3 separate regions of the Pan troglodytes genome follow, and all the other regions are linked to region 3. The links are chromatin contacts, called in public Hi-C and HiChIP or PLAC-seq maps. All regions are on one chromosome and are shown on one strand. Each heading gives the region's core, a stretch centred on a gene start, on an enhancer-like site or on the middle of the called end of the contact. The rest is flanking DNA. Distances are from core to core; before and after follow the strand shown.

Evidence for each region. Hi-C and Micro-C count contacts between places; a contact is called where the count stands out from the background. HiChIP or PLAC-seq counts read pairs in DNA pulled down with a chosen protein or histone mark.
Region 1: an H3K4me3 HiChIP or PLAC-seq map of stem cell-derived excitatory neurons shows a contact between it and region 3, with 6 times the contacts expected there. The contact joins the promoter of UCK1 here to the promoter of RAPGEF1 in region 3. A contact is called at or near these places in 1 of 7 Hi-C or Micro-C datasets (stem cell-derived neural progenitor cells) and 1 of 1 datasets of contacts at active chromatin or transcription factors (stem cell-derived excitatory neurons).
Region 2: a Hi-C map of stem cell-derived neural progenitor cells shows a contact between it and region 3, with 3 times the contacts expected there. The contact joins the enhancer-like site here to the promoter of RAPGEF1 in region 3. A contact is called at or near these places in 5 of 7 Hi-C or Micro-C datasets (blood, induced pluripotent stem cells, a lymphoblastoid cell line and 1 more), 1 of 1 datasets of contacts at active chromatin or transcription factors (stem cell-derived excitatory neurons) and 1 of 1 other capture datasets (stem cell-derived neural stem cells).

Annotation. Positions count from the first base shown.
Region 1 is chr11:6,925,700-6,928,399 of NHGRI_mPanTro3-v2.0_pri, forward strand. It overlaps UCK1 (uridine-cytidine kinase 1), which reads left to right and starts at 1,350. Exons shown (of 7, transcript XM_016961902.4): 1 at 1,350-1,591; 2 at 2,003-2,162. The coding sequence starts at 1,484.
Region 2 is chr11:6,849,073-6,851,772 of NHGRI_mPanTro3-v2.0_pri, forward strand. The region is part of intron 12 of RAPGEF1 (Rap guanine nucleotide exchange factor 1); the gene reads left to right. Among named protein-coding and RNA genes, the nearest start is that of PRRT1B, 54 kb to the right of the region's middle. Within about 2 kb of position 1,444, at least 9 of the 24 cell types and tissues checked have an H3K27ac peak or open chromatin away from gene starts, as enhancers often do. A contact at or near this core is called in induced pluripotent stem cells, stem cell-derived neural progenitor cells and stem cell-derived neural stem cells, where this site is marked.
Region 3 is chr11:6,718,082-6,720,781 of NHGRI_mPanTro3-v2.0_pri, forward strand. RAPGEF1 (Rap guanine nucleotide exchange factor 1) reads left to right here and starts at 1,306. Exons shown (of 27, transcript XM_063788135.1): 1 at 1,306-1,519. The coding sequence starts at 1,459.

The DNA of each region.
Region 1 (2,700 bases), core at 100-2,599, 210 kb after region 3:
GGGAAAGAGTTTAAAATTGGCTAGTTTGAGTAATTCTAGCAGGCTCTGGGCTGCAGAGTGGTCTCTAGTCACCTGATACCTGGCCCTGGGTGACTTAGGGCAGGGAGAATCTTGCCTCCAAGGGCGAGAATTAGATAAGGAGGTGGCTGGGGCTGTAGACTTGGGGTCTTTTTTTTTTTTGAGACAGAGTCTCACTCTTTCCCCCAGGCTGGAGTGCAGTAGCGTGATCTTGGCTCACTGCAAGCTCCACCTCCCCGGGTTCACACCATTCTCCTGCCTCAGCCTCCCGAGTAGCTGGGACCACAGGCGCCCGCCACCATGCCCGGCTAATTTTTTGTATTTTTAGTACAGACAGGGTTTCACCATGTTAGCCAGGATGGTCTCGATCTCCTGACCTCGTGATCCACCCGCCTCGGCCTCCCAAAGTGCTGGGATTACAGGTGTGAGCCACCGCGTCCGCCCGAGGTTGTCTGTTTTGTATATGAAAAGCATGCTCTGCCCCGGGCCTTAGCTATCTCTCTCTCTTTTTTATTTTTGAGACGGAGTCTTGCTCTGTGGCCCAGGCGGGAGTGCAGTGGCACCACCTCGGCTCACTGCAACCTCCACCTCCCGGGTTCAAGCGATTCTCCTGCCTCAGCCTCCCAAGTAGCTGGGATTACAGGCGCCCGCCACCACGCCCAGCTGATTTTTTGCATTTTTAGTAGAGGCGGGGTTTCACCGTGTTCGCCAGGATGGTCTCGATCTCCTGACCTCGTGATCTACCCGCCTCAGCCTCCCAAAGTGTTGGGATTACAGGCGTGAGCCACCGCGCCCGGCTGGAAATCCATAATTTCAATGGATCAGAATTTGCCTGTCACGTTCTCTGTGCCAGGCACGGAGCGGGGGGGCGGCAGGGATGGAACCCGGCACATGGGCCTCTGCCTCCTTGGCGCGCTGTAGGCGCGAGCCTAAAGTCATCAGGCGACAGCCCCCGCCACGTTCCGGGGCGCCCCGACGGCTCCAGCAGCGGGTGGGGTGGGAGGTGTCCGGACAGTCCGGAGGCCTCGATGGCCAAGAGGAGCCTGGGCTGGAGGGGGCCAGGCCCGGGGGCGGCCGGGGGAGGGCCCGGGACTGGCGCAGAAGCAGCGCGAGGCAGAGGCAAGCACTCGGACCAAGGCGCAGCCCCAGCCTCGGGGTGCGGAACGGGCACCTTCCGGGCCACTTGAGTCTGAGACCTTGTAGCCGGCTCGAGGCCGGGGCGCAGCAGTCCCTGCCAGCCAGCTTTCGGCGCAATGGGACGCGGGCGCTCCTGGTGTGCCGGCCTCGGGCCCTGCACCCTCACGCATGCGCGCCCCCCCCCCCCGTGGACTACAACTCCCGGCGTGCCCCGCGCGCCTCCCGGAAGTGATCGCTCCGGTCGCCTCCGACCTCGGCGCTGGGCGGGCGCGCCGGGCCTGGGGAAGGGGCGGGTGCGGGGACCCGATGCGCGGGAGCGGAGGCCGAGATGGCTTCGGCGGGAGGCGAAGACTGCGAGAGCCCCGCGCCGGAGGCCGACCGTCCGCACCAGCGGCCCTTCCTGATAGGGGTGAGCGGCGGCACTGCCAGCGGGAAGGTAAGGGGCCGAGCGGGCCGGGGTCTCGCCTCTCGCCGGTGCCTACGGGCGGCCCGGTCCAGAGAGGAGACCCCAGCCCCGGCCGAGGGGCCCCCTGCCAGGCAGGGGCAGGGCGCGGGAGCGAAGGGGCTGCGGGCCGCGATGGGCCGGGGCGGGCGAGGGGTTGGGGCGCTGGGCCTCGGGGCTCCCCCACAGCCTCTCCGCCGGCCGGGCTCCTCGGAGCCCCAAGTCCGTGCTAACCCCGTTGGGCCCCCGCGGCCCTTCCGCTGAGACCATCCACACCTGTTGGTGTCCTCCCGCCTTCCGAGCATACCCCCCAGGGGACGGGTGGGTCAGTGTCTCCAGAAGCCGGCCCCGTGCCTGTCACAGGACGAGCCGTTCCAGGCGGGAATCCCGCTTCTGTGTCTCCAGTCGACCGTGTGTGAGAAGATCATGGAGTTGCTGGGACAGAACGAGGTGGAACAGCGGCAGCGGAAGGTGGTCATCCTGAGCCAGGACAGGTTCTACAAGGTCCTGACGGCAGAGCAGAAGGCCAAGGCCTTGAAAGGACAGTACAATTTTGACCACCCAGGTAAATCGCGAGCCCAACGGTGTGGGGAGGGCAGACCCCATTCTGGGCGGCCGCTAACCAGCTGCGCTTGGGCCCAAGATTGGATGGATGCAGACCCGCTTGGGCTGTTCCCCACAACTCGCCATGCAGCCTGCAGTGGAGTTGGCCGCACAGTGAAGTCAGGGGAACTTTGCTGAGTTCTCTGGGCCCTGAGTGTCCCCCCCAGGAGCGTGGTTGGAGCCAGTCAGGAAGCCTGTTGCACTGTGGGGAGCCCTGCCCTGCCCTGCCACAACTGTGATCCTGGAGAAATCCTCCCATCTTCCCTTCCCACGTTGGGGCCTTTAGGGCCCTCCACACACACCTCTGCCCACTGTGCCCTCCCGTGCTTTGGGGCAAAGTCCTCAGAGAGGCCAGTGTGGGAGGCGGTAGGTAAACTAGCGCTGGTGGCCTGAAGCTCCGGGCCAGGTAAACAGGGGCAGATGCGGCAGGGAGACACCTGCCACTGCTAGAAGATTCCACCCTGGCTGGCCGGCATGGTCAGCCTTTTCCCAAGGACTTG
Region 2 (2,700 bases), core at 194-2,693, 130 kb after region 3:
TCTACAAAATCCAAAAAATCAGTTGTACCTGGTGACACATGCCTATATTCCCCCCTATTTGAGAGGCTGAGGCAGGAGAATCGGTTGAACCCAGGAGGTTGAGGCTACAGTGAGCCATGACCGCATCACTGCACTCCAACCTGGGTGACAGAGCGAGACCCTGTCTCAAAAAAAGAAAGGAAGAAAAAGATGTTTCCTGCTTTCTTGCTAAGGCAACACAGAGCCCATCCCTAGTCCTCTTTCCATGCCAGGACTATAATAGAGAGAAGGTGTCACCAAAAACTAGTGCCTTTTCTAAGTATTTTACTTGTGAGAAAAAAAACTGGTGCCTGGCCAGCTTCAGGCAGCTTTGCCTTTTAATGAATTGGCCACACGCTCACATATGAGGTCATCAGCCTCCAGCATCGTTTCGACTCCGGGGCCCAGTGGCTTTCAGGGGTGTGTTTCCAAAGGAGTTGGTTACTGATTCCACCTTTTCCCTGCCTGTCCTGCCACACTCTGGCCAGTGCACCCCTCTCTGCATCCTGGCTTATGGATCAAGTCTCAGCTTACTGGGCTTTGCATGCCTGGTGTCACAAAGCACTCAGCTGAGGAACTCTGCAGATTTGGTAAGGCTGTACCCTGCAGAGCTGTGGGATTGCAATGGTTAGGGCCTGTCTCGTCCAGGATACACCTCAGTATTTCAGAAAACACGAACTGATTGTGATATCAGTCATACCCACGCAACATCTTGCCAGCTGTGTTATTAGGCATGTGGTCTCCCCTCCCAGCCTCAGTATTTTCATCAGTAATAAGAACAGTAAGGCACTGTGTGTAGGTTAATTGAGATGATCCGTGCAACATTTCATCTGCCTAGCAGGAAGCATGAGGTAGGAATAGTTGTTCTCGTCCTCATGAGGCAGTCCCTGCTGTGTTTCGACTGGCTATGTGACCAGGGCTGACATTGGGGGCCAGGCACCCCTCTCCTAACTGGCACCCCTAGATCTTGTGCAGAAGTTTGCAAGTCTCAGACAGGCAGCCCTTCCCGTTCTAAAATCCTCAGCCCAAACAGTCTTATTCTGGCTATAAATAAAAGTTCCTGCTGCACAGAGAGCAGCAGCTCGTCAGAAGCAAACCCCGGCACGAGCCAGATCCTAAAATAAACTCCAGGCTGTGATGAGGCGGCGTTTCTGTGGAATGGCCCGCCCTGCCTTTCTCTCTGCCCCTGTGGGTAAGCGTGATCATAAGGGGCTGGAAGTATTGCTCTGGGGAATCGGTAGAGATGGGGGCCTGTTGTAAATGGTGTGACCATGAGCCCTGATGCAGCTCCTGGCATCTGCAGAGCCCAAGGGGCACAGCAAGGGCTTCATGGTGATCAGAAGGTTTTCCCTGTGTCTCCCTGCCCCGTGAAGGTACCTTTCCAGTTTGGCTCTTGTCCCAGCACGACTGCATAGCTTGAATACCAGAACGTGAGCTCACAGCTGCAGAGGCAGAGGCAGAGCAGGCCAGGCCCCTTTGTCCAAGAGAGGCCGACTCTCCTTGCTTTCTCCTTGCTAGCTGCCCCCTCCTTGGCAGCCCACACCCCTGGTCATTTCCCTGAGCCTCCCTCCCCAGTGTCTGGACCTGAACCCATGCAGTGGGTGAAGTTTGTCTCTTACCCATCCACACTCAAAACTGAGACGCTGCTGTGAGTCAGGTAATATTCTAGACACCTTAATACAGTGCCTAGACTATGTATTAGGTGCCTACTAAAATACGTATCAGCAAATATGTATTAGGCCCCTACTGAATGCCCCAGTACTGTTATTTAGGGCAGTTCCTGGATTGTTGGGAGGGCAGGAGAGGACGGCTGCTGCTGGCGGAGAGGTCGTCCGCACCAGCACCATGCAGAGGACTTGCACGCAGCGCTCTGCGTCTCGCGGAACGTCGCAGAAACCTTATGGGGGAGGGGCTATTGTTTTCATCCCCGTTTTAAAGATGAACAGCTTGAGCTGAGGCTCAAGAACTTCAGTCACTTGTACTAGGGCACACAAGCAGAGATGCCATGAGGGGCAACTGGAGACCTTGCAGTCAGCCGCTGCCCTGTGCCGTCTCCCGGAAGAGGCACCACGCTGTGGGAGTCTGCCCCTCACCTTGTTGAATTAAAACCGGCTAAACACACCATGTGATTGGTTAGGAAGACACTTCTCCAACTTGGTACAGTTTGTGATGACACAAAAGCCATTTGTGTATGTGTAAATCAGGTGCTGAGTTATTGCAGGGCACATGGAAGCACAAAGTGACTTTACATGGGGGCGCCGATGAGGCTATTTCAAGACTCCAGAAGGAGTCAGCGCGGAACATGACTCCTTAAACTAGGCAGCAGCAAGGCAAGGTGAGGGGGATCTGTTTAGCAAATCTCGTGGCAGTGTCTGGGCATTGGGAATGAACATCTGGCAGATCTGAGAATTGGGGCTGCAAAAGATTGAGCCACTCCCTGAAACAGTCATGCAAGGGTTCCCTGAAGGCAGCCCCCCCAGCAGCACGCCGTCCCACCCCTCAGCCAGTGCATCCCGCTTGCTGTCTTCTCTGTGGACTTTCCCAGCCAGTAAGGGAGGCTTGCTGTGTGCAGGCATCCTCCAGAGATCGATGGAAAACCCAGAAAGCCAAGCCCTTCACCCCACTGCCATCCCAGGAAGGCCCAGAGCGAGCTCCCAGGCCTGCAGCGCCATCCTGGGTAAT
Region 3 (2,700 bases), core at 56-2,555:
CACACTAGAAAAGTTCCACAGCTGAGCCCCAGGGTGCCCTTCTGGGTGTCAAATAAGCAGGGCAGGCAGGGTGTGCTGTGTCCCTGAGGGAGTTGGGCCCAGGCCAGCATGGAGGCTCTAGGCCTCAGGGGACATTTAGGCCTGAGTAGGGCCAACCCCAGCCCGGGACAGGTGGCTCTCGCTGGCAGGGTGACTGAGTCCCACATGCAGGGCTGGGGTGGAGAATGAATCCTCCGTCTTGGCATAGGCCTTGGGCCAGCAGAGGGCTTTCATGCCAGAGTGGACTCATTCCCCAGCTGGAGCCTCTGGGCTGGCAGGAGGTGCTATGAGGCCACTCCCAGGCCCTGGTGTGGGGTCTCCAATTAAGAAGGGGGTGCGGGCAGGGTGCAGTGGTTCACACCTGTAATCCCAGCACTTTGGGAGGCCAAGGTGGGTGGATCATGAGGTCAGAAGATCGAGACCAGCCTGGCCAACATGGCGAAACCCCGTTTCTACTAAAAATACAAAAATTAGCTGGGCATGGTGGCATGTGCCTGTAATCCCAGCTACTCAGGAGGCTGAGGCAGGAGAATTGCTTGAACCCGGGAGGCAGAGGTTGCAGTGAGTCGAGATCGCGCCACTGCTCTCCAGCCTGGCGACAAAGCGAGACTCGGTCTCAAAAACAAAAAACAAAACAAAAAAAAGGGGGTGCTGCATCTCTGGTTTGGGGGAGGTCAGGACAGGCTCCCAGCCAGCAGAGCTCGTTGAGTCCTGGTGACAGTGAGTTCTAGGCCCTGGTGTGGAGCCTCTGGCCCACAGGGGATGCTGGGTCCGGGATGATGCTAGGGTGGGGTGGGCGTCAGTTCCACGTCCTGGGGTGGAAAATCTGACCCAGGAGGGTTCTCTGTGTCTCTGGTGAGGGGGCAGGCCAGGCTCTTGGGCAACCGAGGACCCTGGGTTGGAGCTGTCAGTCCCAGGTCTGGAGCTGGTGACTCTGGTCCCACAGCAGAGGAATGCGGAGTCCCAGGCGGGGTCGGCCCCACACCCCAGGCCCCAGGCCCCAGGCCCCTGCGTGGGGACTCCGGCTCGGCAGGGGGCGCTGCGTCTCGCGCGTCGCGCGGGAGGCTCGAGCGGCTCCGGGCCCACAGGGGGCGCTGTGGCGGCGCGGCGGGCGCCCGGCAGGTGGCGCTGTGGCCGTGGCCGCGGCCGAGGCCCGGCGGGCGGGCGGGCGGCGTCGCTGCGCTGCGGCCGGCTCGCGGGCCGGGGGAGCGGCGGCGGGCGCGCGGGAGGCGGAGCGGCGGCGGCGGGCGCGGCGGGAGCGGCTGGGCCCGGGCGGGCTGGAGCGCGGTCGCCGAGCGCAGGGCCGCGGCCGCGCGGAGCCCGCCATGCCGGCGCGGGTCTGAGGCGTGGCGAGCCAGGGCCGAGGCGAGCGGCGGGCGCGCCGCCCCTGTCGCCCCGCGGCGGCCCGGCCCGGGCCCGATGAGCGGCGGCCTCGGCCTCCGGCGCAGCCCGGAAATGTCCGGCAAGATCGAGAAAGCAGGTGAGGCGCGGGCGTGGGGCGGCTCCCTCCGGCCGGGCCCGGCCCTGGGGCTCCGCCGCTCCCCGGGCCGAGCGCGGGTCGCCCGGGATGTGCGGCCCTGCGTGCGCCGGGGCGGGGTGAAGCCACCGAGGCCTCGCCGGGGCGCCTGGCAGCTTCTCCTCCAGGCCCATTGCCTGCCGGGCGCGGGGGGAAGCGGCCGCTGCGGGGGCGCCAGGGGCCGGGCCGGGCGGGGCCCCTGCAACCCGGGGCCGGGCGCGCTAGCCGCTCCGCGGTCCCCGGGAACTTCCGAAAATGGCTCGAGCCCCAGGCAGGGGAAGAACAGCCCGGGCCGCGTGCTGCTGCGGCTGCAGCGCTCGGTGCCCGGCCTGGGCTCGGCGCTAGGAAGGTGAACCCAGCTGAGCTGTAAAATGTGTCATTTCTAACGAGCTTCGAGTTTAACGAGAAGCGTCCACTTCGGTTGCTTCAAAGGAAGCAGGCTGGATGAGTGGGGGTATTTTGAGGAGGTAGTCAAGTTTCCCCTCCCCACCCCGATCAAGCTCAGCTCTGCAAGGAGGGCAGGTGGGGGACCGGTGGGTTGGAGTAGATGGTAAATCTTGATGCAGACCTCGTCTCTTTGTGTGTTCCTAGAAATCTGGGGGAGTTACCTTCCGAGTCCCTGGGTTTGCCTGTCCTGGAAATAGAGTCTCCAAAGATTCAATGACTGTCGAGCCTGTGGGGCCCCAGGCTTTATTAGCCTGCAGCACCTTGCAGGGCAAATGCGAATTCTTGGGTCTAAGGTGAAGTGGGCGGGTGCTCCTGGGCTCCTGTACTGGGAGCATGCCCTGTGGTCATAACCCAGGTACCAGGTTAGCTTGGCGGCTGAATGAGGGAAAGCAGATTTTTAGGGAGCTGCAAAGGAGGTCTGTGGCTTTGATTGTGGAAGTTGCTTATGTTTCCTGGGTTGAAGCTGGGATACTTCTGTGGGGTGCACCCCTGCAGCGGACCCACGAGGCAATATGACTTTTGCAGGCTGTGGTTGAAGCACAGAAGGACATTTTTGTAGGCTTTATTGAGGGTTTACTATATATCTAACTCTTAGCACCTAAAATGCATTCCTTCTTAAATTTTTGAAGCTAGTCAGTGGGAAAGAATATGGTCCCAGTTTTACAGGCTCAGAGAGGTTCAGTGAGTTCCGGCTGTCC